Linked DNA regions of Zea mays: all the other regions are linked to region 1. Evidence: chromatin contacts called from public Hi-C data. All regions are on one chromosome and are shown on one strand. The core of a region is the stretch at or near the end of the contact, and the rest is flanking DNA. Distances in the headings are between cores, read along the strand shown.

Evidence for each region. A called contact is a pair of places that touch in the nucleus more often than the background predicts.
Region 2: a Hi-C map of leaf shows a contact between it and region 1, with 5 times the contacts expected there. The contact joins the promoter of LOC103650470 here to the enhancer-like site in region 1. A contact is called at or near these places in 3 of 25 Hi-C or Micro-C datasets (ear, endosperm and leaf).
Region 3: a Hi-C map of leaf shows a contact between it and region 1, with 3 times the contacts expected there. The contact joins the promoter of LOC100284259 here to the enhancer-like site in region 1. A contact is called at or near these places in 6 of 25 Hi-C or Micro-C datasets (ear, leaf, root tip and 1 more) and 1 of 3 datasets of contacts at active chromatin or transcription factors (leaf).

Annotation. Positions count from the first base shown.
Region 1 is chr3:119,377,064-119,381,199 of Zm-B73-REFERENCE-NAM-5.0, forward strand. No RefSeq gene overlaps it. Among protein-coding and RNA genes, the nearest start is that of LOC103650469, 4.9 kb to the right of the region's middle. Within about 2 kb of position 2,353, at least 16 of the 20 cell types and tissues checked have an H3K27ac peak or open chromatin away from gene starts, as enhancers often do. A contact at or near this core is called in ear, leaf and tassel, where this site is marked.
Region 2 is chr3:119,567,079-119,571,214 of Zm-B73-REFERENCE-NAM-5.0, forward strand. It overlaps LOC103650470 (pyrophosphate-energized membrane proton pump 3), which reads right to left and starts at 1,718. Exons shown (of 15, transcript XM_008676058.2): 1 at 1,263-1,718; 2 at 185-488. The coding sequence starts at 298. LOC103652143 (bifunctional nuclease 2) reads left to right here and starts at 3,913. Exons shown (of 2, transcript XM_020550874.2): 1 at 3,913-4,136. The coding sequence starts at 3,997.
Region 3 is chr3:119,200,628-119,204,763 of Zm-B73-REFERENCE-NAM-5.0, forward strand. LOC100284259 reads right to left here and starts at 2,381. Exons shown (of 5, transcript NM_001371982.1): 1 at 1,863-2,381; 2 at 348-592. The coding sequence starts at 2,200.

The DNA.
Region 1 (4,136 bases), core at 1,103-3,602:
TATAAGCGTAAATACCGAGTCAATGTGAGAGGTTAATAGCTCTATTAGGTTGTTATTACTATCTTATTTTTATGACAGATTCGAAAATATGGCAGCCGCATGCATGCGGTTTTTATTTTTATACAGATCCAAAAATTATGGCAAAAATCATGGGAGTTTTATTGCATGCGCGCAAATTACGAACAACATAAATCAAGGAATTGTCTTTCCAATGTGCATGCAGTAAACTGATATACGAACTTCGTGTTTAAGCATAAAATCGTACAGTTTTTGGCGTAAATAATCCATGTGGTAGGCATAAAACACAATAATCGAAAAGAAAACTGCGGCGGATCGGAGGATGTCACGCGCGATCATTGCTATGCGCATCTTGGGCCTTCCATGACGCCGCTCACTCGAACATCGCGCCTCATGCGTCGCCGTCGCTACTCGCACGTCGACGGGCGTCGCTTGCTCGCCGGCCTTGGAAGTGCCGCCTCCTCGGGACCTCGGGGACGCCGCCACTTGCCCGCACAAGGGTCCCGTTGTCGCTCGCCCTCTGGATCGGGGAGCCGCCGCCACCGACCTGGGAACCGTCGCCACTACTCCGGATCGAGGAACCTTCGCCACCGTGCGTCGAGGTCATGGAGTTGCGGCCACCGGCTGGGGGTCCACCGCCGCGCACGTTCTGGGGCAACCGCCGTCGTCGCACGCGGCGTCGCTAATGAATCGAGGTGGAGCGTAAAAAACTGAACCGTAGCACTCCGGGTCCTGTTTTATAGACGTCCGGATGTGGTTCGGCTCGACCGAATTGCACCGTCCGACCTGAGCTTCCTCTAGTTATTGCAAGCACAGGGCTCTTAATATATAAACTATATATATATATATATATATATATATATATATATATATATATATATATATATATATAAGAGTTGTACTGTTTCAATCAAACATATGTAAAATACATAAGGATCGGAGGTGCGGCACAAATAAAGAGATAGAAAAGTAAATGTACGTGATAGTTCGTCTACTGTGAATAACTGTGTTCAAAATCAACTGGGCAAAGACAAAGAACTATAAAACCACTTGAACAAGAACAAATTGGAGAGCAAAGGCCGGTAAGCAGTTTCGTTTAGCTCAGTATTTGCAAACTCCCAATCCTCATAAAATGAACCCAAACTCCTAAACCTGCACTATATAGTAGTAGAGAGGCATAGAGCGCGTGATGATAGACGTGACATTGCGTGGTGGACGTACACGCTCATGGAACTATTATGAATTGGAACGACGTCGCAGTCTGTGTGCACGGGCGGGCAGTGAAAGTGACACGTACGTGCGTGTGGTCAGTGGTGTGGGCGATCGACCAAACCACGCGCATGCACGCACGCACACGCTCGATCTCTCTAGCGTACGTGTTGTCTCTGTCCTAGCTATAATATAGCAACTGATTAGCAGTGTAGTTAATTGCGACGCTTACGTTCAATCTTTCGCACTGACGCTGACGCCTGTTGGGATAAGATGATTAGTAATAATTACTACGTTCACAAATAACGTCTATTTTATTATTTAACTATTTTTTTGTTATAATCGACACGGTGTCTCTAAGCATTTTATAGCATATCCAAGACCAAGAGTAACTTAAATCAATACTCTATCTTAAAATATAGAGCTCAACTAATAAAAATAACTGTAACATTGTATTATTTTATGAAATTTTTATCAAAAGCGTATAGGACACACCATGAAGTGAACTAAATATATTATACCTATATTAGTGTTCTATCTTTATTACAACTGTGGCTATAAATTAAACACATACCTAACTTAATTAAACATGTCTAACCTTAGATGTGATAAACTGTAGCAGCAGCGAACTAAACATGCTCTGAGTCCATCTCCGGCGGCTCATAAGCCCCTCCTCTAGGCTAAATTTTAGAGAAGATTATTTAAAATTACTGCTTCTCAGAGTACCTGCTTGTTCGCGTGTTTTTCCTAGATCTTGTTAGCGCTAAGATTTATTTTAAGAACGCCGATAGCTGCTGGATCGGATAAAGGTAGCTGCATGCCTACTTACCAGCAAGGCCGTAGTCCAGCTAGCTAGCACTACCACTACATCCATATCGACAGGTACGTACGGTACCCCATAAAATTCATGGCAAGACGTTGACGCGTCACGCACGAGAGCCAGCTAGCTGCAACAACAATCCAAGGTCCGTTGCATTGCAGTTGCAACTAGCTGATGATACATATGCTACCTATGCATGCATATATATATATGGCTAGCTATAGCTAGCTAGTACTACTCCGTGGTATGGACGACTAGCGAGCCCAGCTACATTCTTGCGACGACGTACGTGTCGATCTCACATGCGCACATACTGTACTGTCCAGTACTACGTGTCCACACGCTAGTTACTGCTACCAAGCACTGGAGCAGCGCATGCACGCTTCTCGTTCTCTTCTCCGTTGGCCAGCTGCCGATGCATCCAGCTATCGTTGCATCTTCCATGCATGGGATGGTATAGCCGTATAGGTATGCATGTACGTACGTATACGTGGACCACGCGATCCCGGGCCCATGCATGCATGCATCGTTGTCGCACGTATATATGCACGTACCAGTACCACGCGAGCCCATCTTCGCCTGTTGGGTCGTTAATGGATGCACAGTGTGGGCATGGGATGGATCGGAGTAACCATGCATGCATGATTGCGCTGCATCTATCGAGCTGTATCTTTCAAGCCACTTCTCGTCTGCTCGCACTGTCCACTGTACGTACGGCGTGGTCCAAGGATACAATTTTAACCCCTAAACCTGAAACCCAACCGATATCCGATCCGACGATGGGTGTAGCTACGGGTGAAGGTTTTGATCCGCGGGTACGTACTACAAGAATCCTAACGATTCCTGTCGGCCAAGTTAATTCCCATCGGTCAGAGAAAAGGCCGACGGGATAAAGTAACTTCCGTCGGCTAACCCACAGCCGACGTGGATAAATTAACTCCCGTCGGCTCACACACAGGCCGACGAGGATTACCTTAACTTCTGTCGACCAGAGCGTAGGCCAACGGGGATTACCTTATTCTCGTCGGCCCCGTACTCTGGCCGATGGGAATTAATGTTTTATGAGCAGGGATGAGCCCGCGCGGGCTCATTCCTCTCCTCTGATCTCTTCCTTGAAATCGACCGCCGCCGCCGCGCCGCCCCAGCCGGTCATGACCACCGCGCCGCCCCAGCCGGCCCCCATCGCCGTCGCAAACACCGGCGCCGACCGACGCCTCCCCCGCCGGCCACCATCGCCGCCGCCCCGACTGGCTCCCTGAGCACCGCCGTCGCCCCCGATCGCCTCCCCGAGTGCCGCTGCCGCCCCCAACCGCCTCCCCGAACGCCGTTGCACCCGCCTTGTGCCGCCTTGTCGTTGAGGTATACATCCTTAACTGTGAATGCGAGTGTGATTATAGTAGTTAGATATGTGTAGATGTTTATTTTCGTCGGATTTTTATGGCCGACGTGAGTTAACTTTCATGTGATTAGAGTTAGTTTAAAATTGTTAATTGATAGTGTTCTTAGTTTTCATATGACTTTAAGCATTATACTTGCTATTTTTAATATTACATGTGTGGCTTGATGTTAGGTAAGTATTAATTAAATTATTATAGTAGATTTAAGTTATGCTATTAAATTGTTGAATTTGATGTTATTTATTGATTAGATTTAACTTATAATATTAGGATGATGTATGAAGGTTTCGATATGATAAATTTGATGTTATGGTTAATAAATTTGATGTTCTGAAAATATTATTTAATTTAATGGATTTAATGTTGTAAATATTGTTTATTTTCGTCGGTTTTTTATGGCCGACGGGAGTTAACTGTAGTGCGATTACAATTTATTTAATATTGTTATTTGTTAGTATGATTTGACCTAAATTTGGATGTTGCAAATATTGTTAATTGATGAATATCATGTTAATGTTATGAATGTGATGTTATGTATATATAGTTTTACTACTTACCTATAGATGTATGTGTGATGTGTAGAAACATGAATGTCTCACACGCACTTCTTACTCGTACACACAGCCGCAATAGTGGGTGATAGACGTGATTGGATGTATGAAGGTTTCAAGAAGGGTGGGTGTCACACAAAT
Region 2 (4,136 bases), core at 468-2,967, 190 kb after region 1:
TGTACTTGCATTTACTAGCATCAACATCAACATAGCCTTTTAATCCCAAGCTAACGAGAACGAAATACACACACAAAGTGAGCACATGACATATGAATGGATGCTAAGTTTGTCCTTTTCAATGTAGCCACAAAAGTCAGTTATGTATTTTTAAAGGTGGAGAAAGCTTAGCAATAGTCCATACCAGCGGTACAGATGATTTGCTTCGTACTGTTGAAAAAGCCCTTGGTCTTTCTTGATACGACCTTCCATTTTCCATGTCCTCTTCCATCATGATGGGATATGAATTTGCCCTCATTATTACTGGAAAAGGAACCAACTCCCCACCTTGGGGTAGGTCGCTCCCTGAGCCCTGGCGCTGATTTTTTTTTAGTCTATGTCAGACACCTCTCAAAATTAGTAAGCCCTGAAAGGTAAACACATCCAGATTTTCTTCAGCCTCAGTGACGAACTTCTCTTTGATTCAAAGGGTCCTTTTGCCGTCAAGTCTACAAGATGATATTAGCACGAAGCTAGGTATAGTGAATCTTCTATAGAATCACAATAATCAAACACAAAGTACAATTGTTGCCTAAAACATAAACTCCGGTTAAATAAAATAAAGTACAGCAACAGAGTACCAAGACACCTTCTATAATAAAGACAACTGAAAAGTATAGTCTTCATTGGACACACCTGAAATCTATGTAGCACAGATATGGATACACTCATACATGAACGTGGCATTTAGCAAAAATAGACAATACAGAGATATGTTTCAGTATTTGTTAAATGTTAAACAATAAGGCACGTAATTGTAATAGTGGCAGCAGCAGCCTATAGCTGGAAGGCTTTAGTTGGGCGAGATCTAACAAATAACAGATCTCTTCTCTGAAAGTTTGCACAGTTAAACATCTAGCAGAAAATATTGTTCAAACTTCATTTCTGCAATCAGGATTAGTGTCAGGTGATGAATAATTTTCAGGCAGGTAGCAGTTCTAAGTTCAGAGCGAACCAAGTAAGTTAAACATCTAGCAGAAATATTGTCTGCTCACTTCTGCGATCAGGACTAGGACTAGTGTCGGGTGAGGAATAGTTATCGGGCACGTAGTAATTCTAAGTTCAGAACCAGTAAATAAAGGGGTAAAACATCCTGTGTTCGTAACCACATGGATATAGAAACAACAGCAGACCGAGCAAAACTGACAGTAGTTCAATGTCTAGACTGTAGAGCGGGACATGCCTGACATGGCTACGGGAGAGGGAGCAGGGTGGGTTCTCACCGCTGCTTCACGACGGCAGGTGGCGGAGCTCGTTGCGCGCCGCGCGCGTGCAGGCGTCTGCGAACGGGGCTCCCGGGACGTCCGCGGCTAGCAGGCGGCGTGCGACCCCGGGGCGGATGTCGCCTGCTGTAGCTCGTGGCGCGGTGATGGATCTGGTCCTTGCCGCGGGCACGGGAATGGATCTCGGAGGAGGAGGCGGCGGCGGCACCGACGGGAGCAGTCGCCGGGTCACTGGAGAGGGGCCACCCCGCCGCTGGCGTCGCGCGAGGATGAGCGCGGCAGCTTGCTGGCAAAGCAGCAACAAAGCAGGCCGCGGATCTGCGAGGCGAGGGAGAGCTTCTCCGAGACACGCACACAAACAGAAACGGAGGCAGCAGGCATCTCCAGCGGACCGACGATCGTATTCCAAATATTTTGTTTTGAGAGAATTTGGTATTTGCCGTCACCACAAAACATATTCATAAAATTGTCATCAGTTCGACATTTTATAGACACGGATGGCCCCACAATTCATAGACACAAGAGTAATATTAACAAGCAGACAACGTTTCAAGTGATAGAATTTCAATTATTTCGTTTTATATACCATAGATTACGGCAACAACTAATATACAATCAGGTTTTATGTGCAAGCGTGCAAGCGAGGTTCCTGGTTCATTAGATTATGCAACAATATATCATATTTAACAATTAAATCATTCCACCGTCAGCTCGTATAGATTTATAAAAAACCCCTAACAAACCACGATCATGTCTACAGTTAGATCATGATCTAACGGACTAAAAGGCTCGTTTGCACTTGCATATAAGGTCTGATTGCATATTAGTTGTTGCTATAGATTACATTTTTTAAAGAGTGGAGTTTGAAGCAGTGGCGGATCCAGAAAGCCTAAAGGAGGGACTACTAAGACAAGTTTAAAATTTTTATTCTAAGTATTATGTTAAACCATCTTTTTTATGAAAAACTTATCCATCCTATCTCTATAAACATAAACATTAATTTTATTAACTAACCTAGTAAATAATTGATGAAACAAAATTAATTAAAATTACGATAAACAACTAACCTAGAGTTCTAGGCTGTTGCAGGCATGCAAATATGCTGGTGCTACTCTTGTGCCTGGTGGTTCACTGTCCAATAGTTCTTGTCTGCGCCTGGTAGGTAGTGCGCTGTACAGGCTGGATGCTGAACAATGGTTCTAGCTTGCTAGTTGCTAGTGCACTGCTTTTAGGCTGCTAGCTACTGCATGCTAGGTTGATGGCATGAGCTGCTCTTGCAGCACGGACAGGGCTAGCGCACGATGTTGCTGCATTCTAACGTAGTGCAGAGATGGGGTCGTGACATGGGCTGCAGCCCGGGCAGCCCCGGGTCTGAATCCACCACTAGTTTGAAGTAGAAAGTGGGAGAGAGTGAGATAAGTTTGTTGGAGATATTAATGGGAGGATGACCACGATGAAGATGGAAAAGAGGTGGACTATAGTGTGGAGTCTCTCCGACCCACATTACGAATTAAAATAAAATAAAATAAAATATAGGAACTATAAATTATTACATAAAAACTAAACATCTTCTAAATTCTAATATATGTCTTTTTCTTGTGGAGGAAAACTCCATTCTTACGAGTATTTACGAGTATTTCGTGGATATTCCTTAAAGAGGATGGATCTTGTTCTTATCCTTTCAACCAAAAACATGAAAAAGGGAAATGGCTCCATTCTATAGGTATACATTTAGACCGAGTCTGATGAGTTGATTCAAAACGCAAAAAAACATAGCTCAGACATGGCACGATCTGAAATATTTTAGATCGGTTAGACCGGCTCGATGCATCAAACTGTAAGTGGGCCGATATCACGGGCTATGGGCGGGCACGACTTACGACTTATTTAAGGCAGGCACGAAATGGCCGGTACGGAAAGGCCATATCTCTACTACTCTTAAGAAGATACCGTAGGCGTCCACATTGTCTGGCGCACGGTTCTGCCTGCCCCTGCCTCCGACATTCTCCCCTTGCCCCGCTCTCGGCCGCGCAATTCCAAGAACCCTCCATCATCGCCCCACCATCATCACACTATCCATCACTGCCCGCAATCATCGGCCCGCGCAACCACCCCATGCGTCGATGTCTGCCCCGTCCCCATCCCTGCGTTGCCCGCGGCCAGGGGGATCCACAGCCTTCACTGTGCCGCCGCCGAACCACACCTTCGCTCGCGGTGCCTCTGCCCCCGCTCTCGTCCGCCGCCACGGGCGCCGCATCATTCCCGCCCCTCCCTCACCCATCCCCTCCGGTCATCCCGCCACCCCCCGCGTCGCACACACCCCGCATCTGCTCTCCTGTCCCTTCCCCTCCAGCGATTTCGCCTCCCACCCGTGCTGCACACACCTCGCCATCACTTCTGTCCATCCCACCTCCCCCTGCGGTTGTGTGCTGCACACACCTCGCCGTCACTTATGTCCATCCCACCTCCCCCCGCGGTTGTGTGCTGCCCAGCCCATCTCCGCTCCTCGACAAGACCAATGGCGGCTGTTGCGTCCTCCGCTCTACACGCCGTTGGCGCCGTCGCCTCCGCCAAGCCCAGATCCGTCGCCCCCGGTATCTGTTGTAGCATAGGCGCAGGCCAAGAATCATTTTCTGACTTTTCTGCTTCTTGAGGTCACTTGGTTATTCCTGCACAACATTATCTGGACACGGATATTTATTTATTTGTTCCATTTTTTCATGGAGGCAGATTGATGGCGATGGAGGTACCTGTTTTCTGCCGTCCTGCAATGCAAGTGAAACTGCCTGCTGCTGCGCTGATCAACAACTCCCTGACCAAATCTGGGCAGCTTGGGACTGCATTGTTTGGTGCCATTTCAAAATACAGAAACAT
Region 3 (4,136 bases), core at 1,131-3,630, 180 kb before region 1:
TTTTCATCTAACTAATCTACCATTGAACACTATATCTTAACTAATAGTATGTTCGTATTCTCCAAACGTTAGTACATTTATTTTGTAAATTTGATTCCAGGCATGGTGTTACACATACAGGATTTGACTTATTATATTAGAACGAACTAAAATAAAACACCTTGCATGCATTTTAATTTAAAAACAGATCAGTTCCGTTTCCAAAAAAAAAGAGGAGTATATATACTTTGGTGTACTTTGTAGGTACTTCATTAGAAAGGTTAAAAAAGAATCGAGTGCGCTGTGTTTTTACCGCGATGTAGTAATTATGGTAGTAGTAGTAGCAGCTGTCAAATTAAATTTAGTACCGATGGTGAAGGAGCTGAACATGTTCTCGAGCGCCTTGGACAGCTGCTGGTAGCTCCTGTACATCTTGAGGTCCACTTTGCGCAGGTAGGGCGCGCCGTCCAAGCTCACCTTCACGAACGCGGCACCGCCGCCTGCCGCCGGCGAGGACTTGTCGCCGTTGGCGGCGGCGGCGCCCTTGTCGGACTGCACGGACATGATGTTCTTCCGGAACGACCGGACCGGTGGCCATCCCACCACCTGAGCCCTGCAGGTGTATATACAATATACCTCCCTCTGTCAAAACTCAAAACGTACACACGGTAGATGAGACTGAGACGTCCATCCAGATCCAGCATTAGATTTATAAGTATATACATACTATATACTTTACTGCAAATTGCGTGCAAATTGTTAAGCTGTCCTGTTTTTTTTTTTGGTTCGTTGCTGTTGTATAGTATAAGTATATACACTATATATACTTTACTGCTTTTTTTTGTTTGTTCGTTGCTCATGCATGTAGTCTCTGTGTGGACTGGGTAGTGGTACCTTGTTTTATTTCTTGCCCAAAACATACACGTCGTAGGCATGTGCAAAATGTGTTTTTTTATGAGAAAAAAGTCGATAGTAATATGGAGGAGGGCTAGCTTAGCTAGGCCGGGGGACAGCAGATCTAGAATGGCGATCCATGAACGGTGAACCCAATGTAGCTTACGACCATGGCGCAGTGCATGGGCGTCTATAGTATAGTCTTTGGCAGTATGGGAAACAGAACAGGGGCCCAAATAATAAAAAAGAGAGAGAGATAGATAGATGTATAACCCCACACGCACACACAGTAGTTCTCTGTTCTACCGTGCCGTCACCATCGGTTCTAAGCCTGGCCTGGAGCAGCGAGCGAGCGAGCGATCAGGACCGGATGCATGAACGAACCGGACAGGCGAGTGATGTGGAAAATGATGTTGATGTGGACAAAAAAATGGCAGAGGCAGAGAAAGAGATCTATACGTGCAGTGTGGTGGGGTTTCTTTTCTTTCTTTTATCGTGTCGGCACTAGCCGCTGTCTCCCGCTGCCCCCACACGTAACGTGCCGCTGTCTCTTCCTCCTCCTCCTCCTCGACTGCTGGGCTGGCTGGCTACGACTACGAGCAGTTCGTGGATCGTATCCGGGCTCAACTCATGCATCTTGTCTTCAACCAGCTGGCACGCGGCTGGTGCTCGATCGTTGTTGCGATGATAGGTAGGAGTACGTAGATGTGCGTTCGTGCTCGATCGTGTTCTTCGTTGTTGGATGAACAAAGATCGCATGGTTATTAACACGGTTGGATTAATTCTCCCCCCGGCCCTCTCTGTCTTTCTCTATTACCTATGAGCAAACGGATAAACTGGAGCAGAGAGATTCGTGACTTGAAGCGCGCGGGGCATATATGTGCATCATGGAGTGGAGACGATTAACAGCTAAGCATATATGCACATACGTACGGAACAGAGCTAGAGCTAGGACAGTAGACAGGAGACAGGACAGGACGACGACGTACTTGGCGGCGCGCGGCTTCTCGGCGGGGTCAGCCAGCACGGCGGCGGCGGCGGCGGCGACGCTGCTCTGGCTCGGGGACCGCTTCATCTTCCCGGCCTCCTCCTCCTTCTCAAGGGCAACAGCAACGCCGTGGTCCTCCTCCTCCTCCTCCGCCTCCACGACGGCCGCTGGCTCCAGCTTCAGCTTCAGGTCGATGGTCTCGGCGAAGCCCCTCTTGCCGGAGGCGGAGGAAGAGCTCCTCCCCTCGCCGCCCAGCGCCGGCTCCCCTCCACCTCCCCCGCCGGGCAGGCCCAGGCGGAGCTCCGTCGCCTCGAACCCCAGGTCCGTCGTCGTCGCCATCGCGGCTGCCGTCGTCGCCACGTCCTCGCCTCTCTCTCAATTCTGCTTGGCTTGCTTCTTCTTCGTCTGTTAGCTGCCTAGCTCTGTTCCGAGAGCGAGCGAGGCTCTGGCGCTCTGCAATGTAAAAGGGCTTGCAAATGCAATGGGTTGGGTTGGGAAGGGAAGAGGGGGCAATAATGTCACAAGGGTTGTGGTTGTGGGTGTGTAGAAATAATAGTAGGCTCTCATGATAATGCACGGCCCGTCCAGTTTTGCACATACCACCCTCGCAGAATTAAAGTCTCGACTCTCTGTTTCAAAACACAGACCCAAACACTCCACAGTCCAGAATCCAGATCCAGGAGTTCACACGGACACCGAACCACAACAATCTAAAAAGCAAAGCCAGACTAAACCACCAAAACACCCGGGAAAAAGAGCCTTTTTATTGCTTCATTCATTTCTTAGCACGAGAGTTCTGCATGCTGAATACATTGAGACATAAAAAAGTTCGGGATATCATGCAACCACGTATATTCAGAATTTGAAATCAAAGCGAACTTGGTTGTTTGTGTAATGAAACACACATGTTTGCTACCCTCCTTTACATAAAGCAAAGAGAAAAATGTGTGCTTTGTCGGCCAAGTTCCTTGATTTGATTTAATAGCACACCAATTACTACTTCTAGAATTCCATGGAGCCACTAATCCTTGGCAACCCGTTTTAACAATCACCTTTGTCGGTCCGAGATCCTTTATTACTAGCGCCGCATCACAATAAGCATAGGCTTTGTAAGTAAGACCATCACGTATTGTTGAGCAGCATTTGTGGTACTGATCACGGCCAGACGGTTCGCTCATAGGCATGGACGGTCCATGAATATATCGAATCAGACGGTTAAAACTTCTATCTCTTCGCGTGTTTAGCCCTCTAATCCCGCGAGAGCTGTTGGAGAACGACTAGAAACGGATCCAGACCTCCCCCTTATATATTTAAAGGGGTACGGCCGATTGAAAAACTAACAATCAATCAATCAATCAATATACCTCTAGTTTTTTACATTTTGCCCTAGGAGTAGATAGTAACTTAGATTCCTCTCTCTAATTTTCACCTCTCTCTGGCTCTACGTCGTTTAGAGGTGTCTTGGTTGGCCTGCCGATCCAAAGACAAACCCTAGGATCTCTCCTCCCCGACGGGGTCCCTACCGGGACCGAGATCCAGGTGCTGTTCGGCGAACTCCGCCGCCCTTGCGCACGTGTGGTCCGTCCGGCCCCCAGGCGCGAACCGTCCGGCTTGTTAGGCAGGAACCCTAACCTCTGCGCCAGGTCGTGGAACGTCCGACCCTCGGCTGCGGACTGTCCGCGCTTCCGCAGAGAGCACCGCCGTCGGTACTCATCGCAGTGAATGACGCCCGGATCGACGCCAACACACTTTTTTGGTGACTCCGCTAGAGACATCACGTGAAGATCTATCAGGTTGGCCCTCAACGGCCGGATCAAAAGATAGCTCTAACGTCTCCCCCAGTAACATCATCGAGCCGACTTTGCAAAACTTGCTGGCTGAAGAACAACTGGAGTTCAAGGAGCACTAGGAGCAGCTGATAAAGGAAGCAAAAGCAAAGTTCCTGGCCAATTTCAGAGTGGACAGGAACAACAAGGTTGTTCGACAACGGGCGACTAATCTGGCTTCGCTTCAACCTACTGCGGCTACCCCAAGGTAAGCGAAACAAACGAAATCCAATCTCTTAGAGCTTACATAGATGAGCAGCGAGACCAGATGCAACAGATTACAGGGGGTATGAAAAATGATTATAAAAGGCTAGTGCGTGCATTTGATAAATCCACCGTTGCAAACTTTCGCTCGCACGAGGTTGAATTAGGGGAAAATACACGTGATTCATCGGCAGCAGATTGTCATGACCAGCTGCAACCCCTTTACAGGTGGACAACCACAACCT